Regions from separate parts of the Drosophila melanogaster genome. Here region 2 is linked to region 1. A link is a contact called in public Hi-C data. All regions are on one chromosome and are shown on one strand. The core of a region is the stretch at or near the end of the contact, and the rest is flanking DNA. Distances in the headings are between cores, read along the strand shown.

The links. Hi-C and Micro-C count contacts between places; a contact is called where the count stands out from the background.
Region 2: a Hi-C map of the Kc167 cell line shows a contact between it and region 1, with 2.7 times the contacts expected there. A contact is called at or near these places in 82 of 107 Hi-C or Micro-C datasets (the Clone 8 cell line, the D17-c3 cell line, the Kc167 cell line and 24 more) and 3 of 7 datasets of targeted methods (the Kc167 cell line and the S2 cell line).

The regions. Positions count from the first base shown.
Region 1 is chr3R:15,372,863-15,377,337 of dm6, forward strand. It overlaps Rbp (RIM-binding protein), which reads left to right and starts at 1,773. Exons shown (of 18, transcript NM_169652.5): 1 at 1,773-2,106. Ccm3 (Cerebral cavernous malformation 3) reads left to right here. Exons shown (of 5, transcript NM_142202.3): 4 at 1-151; 5 at 524-1,375. The coding sequence ends at 608.
Region 2 is chr3R:15,407,323-15,411,797 of dm6, forward strand. Atx2 (Ataxin-2) reads left to right here and starts at 2,129. Exons shown (of 5, transcript NM_169658.3): 1 at 2,129-2,212.

The DNA of each region.
Region 1 (4,475 bases), core at 523-3,022:
CCATAAAGAAACTACTCGATGTGGTCAACGAGATCGGCTCGTTTATACCTGGCGTAACGGGCAAGCAGGCTGTGGAGCAGCGTAAGAAGGAGTTCGTCAAATATTCCAAGAAGTTCAGCACAACGCTGAAGGAGTACTTCAAAGAAGGACAGTAAGTATTAAGAATCACCTGCAGTGATTATTTACTATATGTGTTATCAAACGATACGCTGCGACGCCATGACAGCCGGTTTCTTTAAATCGGCTCATATCTGGTTTCTTATCGTTTCGGGCCAACCGTTGAGATGATGTCATTCCATTGGCATTCCGGGTATTGTTTGGTTTATCATTTTGCGCCGGAGATTCTGAGGGGCGGATATTAAGCCGGACCCCCGCCCATTTTAAATTGTAAATTGCTTCGATTACGTACTAATGGCTATTACCGCTGACCTTTTCATGAAATTGGGGCCAAATTGCATTACTAATTCAAATTGCTTCAGCAAGGATTTTCTAACCGATTCTCTTTTATTTTATCTATTTTCAGACCGAATGCAGTATTCATAAGTGCACTTTTTCTAATACGGCAAACGAATCAAATAATGCTGACAGTTAAGAGTAAATGCGAGTAGAGAATTAAATCCTTTAATTATGGCAAATTAATTAATTAGTGGCATTTTAATTTTATGTTTAAATAACCATTTAACATACCAAGACCGAAACAAATCAAATAAACTCAACACACTTAAATACAAAATCGCCCGACGCAGTCCAAGTTAAATGTTTGAACGTAAATGAAAATCTGTTGTAACTAAATAAATAGGCCTAATTTATATCGTATATACATATGTATTACACATACTCGGACACAAAATTTTGCGAAGCCTAAGCATTGTAATTAACTAGTGAGCAACTATTTATGGAGACGGACGATGTGTGCGAGAGTTTATTTTTCGTTTACAATTTATTGTAAATAATTCATTCTTTTTCTGTTAACAAACAACATCGGCTAGTTTGTTTTTGTTTAGGAGAAGCGCCTACGAATAAATTTAAAATTAGTGGAAAAAAAACGAGAAACAGGAAATGTATGTACTACGGGGAGATGACAAACAAAAACATTAACGGAACACTTAAATTTTTAACTGTTTTTAATTGTTAGAGTTTGAAATTTAAACACTATACATAATAATCTTTTACTTAATGATATGTTCTATTTGAAAACTGCGAAAGCGAAAGACATTAGTGGCCGACAGCACTATCAACAGGATGGAGAAAAAATTATTTTAATTAATAAAATGTTATATGAAAATCGAACACTAAGCAAAAGTAAAAGAACGGCAACAAACTCATAATGTAGACATAGCGAAAAGAAAACGACAAATAAATGTATTTATATTCCAAAATTGAAAAGAGTGTTTCATATTTAACCAATTTACGTAAAATTACTTTATAATTTATAGTATTAGGTGTGGTATGATGTGGAAATAATTGTTTTATATTACCCGAGAATTGATTTCGAAAATCAGAGATTGGTAAACTGAAATCAAAATCTCAGATTTACACGCACATGTCGTTAACAGAGGACAGCGCTGTTAACGGATAACAGCCAAAAGTAATAGTAAACCCCCAATAACAGGCCCTGAGCAGAAATTTACCCAGTTGCAACCCCAAAGGAGTCCTTCTGAGAGCGGGAGAGAATTGCCCGTTTTTCAGTGTCATTTGGCAGAAAAATCGATTCCCCGCACACTGAATAGTGGGCACTGGGTACTGAGTGCTCGGCTCTGGGTTCTCTGGGCCACTCTGCTCTGGCACACTGAGCACCGAGCTGGCAGTTGGGTAGAAATCAGAGTGCGCCAGCAGCGCGACCGAGATGACCCACTTTTCGGTATTCGCACTGAGACCCAACTGCTACTACCCACAGAAAGTGGACAACTAGGCGGAGTTTTTTTCTATATAGTAGCAGTGAAACGATCGCGTTTTTCGGATATATTATGTACAGCCTACGTAGCCTAGTGTAAACTATATGCATTTATGTGAATTTCCCAGCGCAAACGTGGAAGAGGAAAACAGGCGACCTGAAAAAGCAGCAGCAGCAGCAAGCAAGAAGCAGAAGCACAAGCAGCAAAAAAGGTTCGCAACCCGTTCAAAAGCCCCCGAATACAAAATATTACAAAAAGTTAACCCAAAAAGAAAGGATAAAATCCTGTGCTTCCGAAAACGAAAACCGCAGTTTAAGCAAAAAGTGTCAAAATCGCGTGGTAAATACTTATTTTGCGCAAGCTGAAAAAAAGAGCTGTTATGCGAGCGAGCGAGCTCACGAAAAATTTCGCTGTACACCAAATGTTTGCCCAACAGCACCGCTGCTGCGTGAAAATTTCATTTTCTCGCCAATAACGTGAAAAAGCTCGCCGCGAGTGCAGTTAAAAAATCCAGTGAAAGATATAATGATTCCGGGAAAATGGTGGGACAGTGAAAAGTAAAAGTGTAAGCATATCGATAAAGGCAAAAAAAAAAAAAAAATACGAAAAAGAGCAGCCAGCGTAAAACTACACTCTCCCACACACACTCACATGCATACATATATCCAAACATATACATATACATACTCGCCCACATGCTGATGCATATACAATATGCAAATGCGGGTAATCACTGTAAAACCGAGGCAGGCGAAATGGTGAATGAAACCGAAATTATAGAAAAATGCCTAAATAAAATCGGAGAAATTGGCTAAAAGCAGAGTTCAGCTACATTTTGGCACAAAAAAGCGCGCACCCACACACACTCACGCATACACCCGCCACACACATACAGAGAAAGCGAAAAGAGCGAGAGGCATGTAAGTAAAGTAGATGTAAATGGCCAACGAAACTGGAGCAGCACCAATACCACTGCAAGTGCCACAACGGCAGGAGCAGCATGTGTGTGTGAGCGTTTCATATTCATAAGCTTCCAGCAGCACCAGCAGCAGCAGCAGCAGAAAAGTCCCACTTTTTGGGTTCGCACTCTGGGGGCGGTTTTCACTTCACACTTGTCCCACAGCCTGCGCAACAACAATGTTAAAGTTGTTTGCTGCTGCGTGCGTAACACACATACTACATACAGTGTACACCCACCACACACGTTCGTGTGTATGTACGTATGCATGTACATATGCATACATATATATGTACACTAAAGGTATCTACAGCGTGCATGCGGTTACCGTTACCTTCTCTGGAGCGGTGTTTTAATACCCGTAACAGCACTTTCCACCGATTGAATGCTTTCACGTATTTCGTATATATTTATAGCCCACTGTACTCAGTTTCCACTGCAATGATCGAAAGTCACGCGTCGATGGCCTGGTACACGTTGCGGATACTTAATACAACATTATCACAACCTAGACGGGCTTATTATGAAAAGAAAGTCTTCATAGCTTCCTTCTATAAATATGTAGTTTTTTCTGTAGATGAATTAAAACATAATTGGCCAAATTTAAATTAACATGTTGCATATGTATTTAATACATGAAGAACTCAAATGTGCAACTATTCAATTGAATTTTCCTTTAAGCCAACAGAAAGATCCCCCGTGTTGAAAAATATAAAGAACGGCTTGAAAAGAAAAGCCATTATGATTTTATTGGATTTTTCCGAGCAGGATTAATCGTTGAGTTTGGCCAATTTTGACAGATGGCAATCATTCAATAATTTATATGCTGGGCTGCCAGCCAAACTGCGACCATGAGATGTCCACAGGCGGGGATCCCCCTGCTTCTCTCCGAACCACTTCCCATTTCCCGGTTTGGCGGTTTGGTTTTCCACCCCATAACTGTGCTATGGTTTTTTTCTATAGTATTTCAGCGCCAGAAGCGACGAAATTCGTGGGTCTGTGTGTGTGCCTGTGTGTGAGCAGCTTGTTATAAATAGGCAAGATAGTTTTTGTGCTCGTGTTCTGGTTCGCTTTTTTCCTTGGCTCTGCGATTGAGGTCATGCCAGCAGCAGGATAATGAACTTTTCCCAACATCTTAAATGTAATTGTAATTGTAATTGCTCGACTTTAAAAAGTTTCTGCTCGCAGTGTTATTTTTAGGACTTGCCACTCGTCATATTCTCGAGCACATTGTCGACTATTTATGCATGTAATTGTTGGCAATGGCTGTTGGCCCCTGCCTTCGTCGGCTATAATTGCTGCAATTAGAAGCACTTGATTGTTATGGCCCAAGTGTGTGAGCATTCAATTAATTGAACGACAGCTCATTAGGGCATCGAAGAGCAGACAATGGTGCTTTAAAACTTTCACCGACCTTTGCTGGAGAATATGTAAATATTAGCTTGGTATGGCCAACTTTTTGCATTTTTCGTGAGTTTGCCAAGGCAACCGATTCCGGATGCTAATTAATTGCCTTTCTTTGCAAACTTGTCTGTCAACACACAAGGTGGAAATTGCCATTTTGCAGTTGCAACTTTTGTTCTCCCGCTTTTTTTTCTTGGTTTTCTGGGCACTTCATTTCA
Region 2 (4,475 bases), core at 879-3,378, 35 kb after region 1:
ATGTCAACGGCACCGGTGGCAGAAACTACTGCGATATCGCTACAAAGCGCGCAGTGGGGGAGGCTATCTGGTCGGCACCCAACCATCCCCGATCATTAATCTCCATCCCACTGGGCTGTCTGTCGTGTGGACTCCAAGTAATTTTCCACCTTTGACTGCCGCCCAAGTGGCATTTCACTCACCTCGATCGATAAACGATGGACCAATATTTGAATATTGGGTTAGACAAATCAAAAGATCACAAATTAATCATCCAAATATATATCTTAGCATAAGCTGTGACACCTTGTGACAGTCATTCTTAAAGGAAGCATAAACATATATATTCGGAATCTGTATGCCCTACCTATGTAATACGAATTTAATATTATATAATTTCTAATATGATTAGAATAAGGTTATACATATAATTGATCATATTCATAATTGTAATTATACAGCCATATTTTATAAAATCGTAATAATCAGTAGCTGCGATAAATAAGAGATACTGTGTAGCCTACAATGTCTTCCCAAGTATCTTAGTAGCGAGTTATTAAATCTCAGGCTGGGAATTTCACTAGGTGCTAACGATTCTATCAGGCGTTACAAAGACGGTCCGCCTGGCGTGTGGACCGGACAGATTTACGGCTTATGTGTATGGCGACCCTGTTGGGCTGTAAACCAGATAGCATCGTAATTAGTATTATATCTCATGATGGAGAGGAGATACAAACGACATAGGTCGGCGAAGAGTGGATTTGCGGTTGACTTTGAAATGATTAAGCGGCGGCAGCTTTCTCGGAAAAAGGAATTTCTTGACATACAAGGTCGTCGTCTGTGGCCGCCTATCTTGACATTCGGTAAACATGCGGATGTTTTCCACCTACTGGGACACAGACGATAGCTCCGGGCTATTAATAGATTCGCCTGTATTTGTGATCTAGATTTGGAGCAAATATTTGCTTAATACCGCTGCGATTGAATACAAACCATAAGCAGTTCAAATTGCGCGCCCAAACGACTGTGTGCAACACTGTTTTTGAGCAGGCGATAGCCCGGGAGCAATCGATAGGCAAACACCGTCTGGCGCTGTCAAATCGAGTGCGCAGGCGATAACCATTCGATACCGAACACTGTGGCTGCACATACGCACCCCCGTTCAGATTGAAGTTAATAAATTAGCAAAATAGTCTTTCGACGCAACAAAATTCGCCGTTTACCACTACCGCCGCCCAGTCGCTGCAGCTCGTCGTGCCGTTCCGTTGTTGCATTTCCACTATTTTTTTTCACCGATTTGCCAAATACGCCGTCGATGTGCGCTAGGGATGTGCAAAAAAGTATCGACTGCGGAAAGCAACTCGTCAAGCAACCTTGCTCGTTATCGCTACAGTACGCAGGGAAAAAATAAAATTAGCAACAAAAGCGTTTATAGCAGCCAAGTTACAGTGCTAGACGGCGCCGAAATATCACATCTTGGCTAGAACACGCCTCGCCCGCCCATCCGCGACCATCGCATCAGGATCCTCCGATCGGAAAGTTGGTAAATCCGGGGGAAAATCGGCCGAAGCAAAAAGTAGCAGCCGAAGCAAGAGAGCAGCAGCAGCAGTAGTAAGAAGCACAGCAGAAACGGGCGAAAGAGGAAACAGAAGAGAAAAGAAGCAAAAACGCCAGGTTTGAACGACTGCTGAAAAGTGTCCTGGTGGTCAATTGGTACTCGGACTGCTCCTTCTGGCCTCCCGGCAATCGGACACAAACCGACCACATCGGCGGTTGGCAATTGGCAGTTGGCAATTGGCGATCCACATCCAATCGACGTTATTATGAACAACAATAGCAAGCGGAAAACCCGACCCACTGGCGGCGGTGCCAGCGGCGGCATCTCAAGGTAAGAAGAAGCAGCTTTGACCAGCACCACCAGCACCCAGCTGCACTGGCAAAAACCAGGGGCGATAGCGCAGGGGCGTCATTTGAGCAGGGTGCTTCAGGTGAGCCGAGCACGCAGAGGTACCAGAGTCAGCAGAGTGCCATGCCACACAACAAAGGGGGGCACAAACGCACACCACTGCATTTGGGGCTGGTTTGTTTTTGCCTTTTGCTTTTTGCCTTTGCTTTTTGCCGTCGCAGTTTGCAGTTCGCCGTTGCCCTGACAAATTGAAAACCCGCGACAACCGAAAGCGCCACAAAGAGCTCTTTTCTCTCCCGGTCCGGTTGACTAAAAAAAAATTAAAAGGTGAAAGCGCGTCTCGTGTCGTCTTTTTTCACATTATTATTTTTTTTCTTAATCTCGTGAATGCTACCTACTACTGCATCATCTCATGGAAAACCATTCTTAAGCTTTTTTTTTGTTGGTTTTTTGGAATGCAAATGGCGCTTATATAATAGGCCATCGCGAGCCCTGTGTGTCTGTGTGTGCGAGTGAGTGCAAGCATGTGTGTGTGTGTTTGTGTTTCAAGAATCGAACTTTATGCTTTGTTTACATTTCCCTTTCACAATGGCCAAATGTGTGTAGAGAACATAATTTGTTTAAAGGTTTCCGTTTTGTCGCACCAACGAGTCGCATTGCCACCCCCGTGAGAGGGTGCTCCATAGCCCCCAACACCCATTCCCCACCCCTGTCCTCCTGCTGCTGCGCCCTTAAAATTTTCAATTGAAATATGACTGCAGCGCACACAGGCACAGCCACAAACGCAGCCACACAACAACATTCACATCCGCATTCGGACACAGTGCGGCGCATAAGTATCGGCACGTCCGCCAGTTTTATCAATTTATCTGTGAAAAACTGTGCAGATATGTATTTAAGAAATAGTTGAGAAACAAATCATATAAATATAAATACATATAAATACCAAAAAAAATGGTCAAAAAATCATTCATAATGCAAGTTTGCAGGCGTAAAGATAGTAGTGGTCTCTTCAATAACTCAACCCTATTTGTATAATGTAATTAGGATTGTGATTTATCACAGAATAAATAAATCAGTTATGGAAAGAACCAAATAGCAAGTGTTCCCAAAATTGCATTGTAATGGAGTAGAAATGTGTCAGTATTGTGAATCACTATGACTAAGCACTTTAAAATATTTTCACATTTTTTAAAGTAACATTCGGTGATTACTAACGAATGTTAATAAATGTGAAGACTATCGTTGAAATCATACAAATCATAGCCTGTACTGGATTGCTGAAGAGGTATCACTGTAGTGGCCACTCACTTTGGCCTTATCATACGAGTCTTCCTCGTCCAGTCATATTTATGCCGCAAACGGTTTGAAATGCGTGTTCATTATTCATTGTGTACGGCATCAACACAATACCACATCACAACCTCAAGCTTGTGGGCACAGTGGGCCTGGGATGGCGCTCAGGGCGAATCAGGCCCACTGTGCGGCCCGTGCCCGTAGTGCCCACGGTGATGCATGGCACACTCGCTCACGTATCACGTAGTGCATTATATTTTTTTTTTTTACTCTCGTCGCTCGCCTTCTTCGAATGCAATTTCTTGCATTGTCAGCATTTTGCAGCTTTGCGTTTGCTGTTTGCCGCTTGCCGTATTCAGTTTTTAGTTATACGTTTTCAGTTGCTGTGACGTGCGGCGGCTGCGCTGAGTTTCGTATCGTTCTTTGGCACACTTCGAACCCCTTCTAAACGCCCGCAGCAACCCCCCGAAAGCCCCTGAGCAGGCCCGAGAGCCTCCAACGTGGGTCCGAAATTTGGGTCACTTTACAATTTGCTGACCGAACGAACGATATGCCACCTCGCTCTTGTTTTCCGCCTGACGTCTATGCATATTTATTCGCCACTCGGCCATGCACACTTGCATTTTAAGTTTGCCTCCGTCGCAGCCTATTTCCCGGATTCGTTTCCCCAACTGCTCGCCAGCTCGCTTGCCTGCCTGCCTGCACCTCACCTCACCTCACGCATGATTCACTCTTGGGCGCAATCAATTATTTGTTTTCATTCACCAAAATGTGCACAGTGCACGCTCCGTGAATCAGCTACTGCTCAAGCGCCACCCTTCTCCAATTGGTTTCGTTCAGCCAGTGCCAGTGCCATCGCCTCAGCCCCCGGCCGAAACGCCGCCCTGTCCCACACCCACAATCACATCCACTGCCGCCGCGGGTTCATTGTGCGTTGCGTTGCGCATTTCACGGTCGTCGATCCTGGCCGCACGCAACCAATGCCAAAACACCCCGAAACGCGAATACGAGTTCCGACCGGGGCGGAGCTGGCCAAAGGGGGCACATTTGGCTGATTACTGTCGCGGAATGAATATGACCGTGTCTCCTAAATTGTTCTTAAAAGTTTTAAATACGGGTATATATCCCTATGCTCTTTAAAGGATATCGTGTTGTAGAGCTCATCATTTCACTAATGACATATAATAATTCACGTTGATTGACTTAAGTGGCTATCCTACATTATTCAAAACCAATGTATTCAAATTTGACCATTATAAATTGCTCGACTGGGGCACGCAACTGAAATCATAAA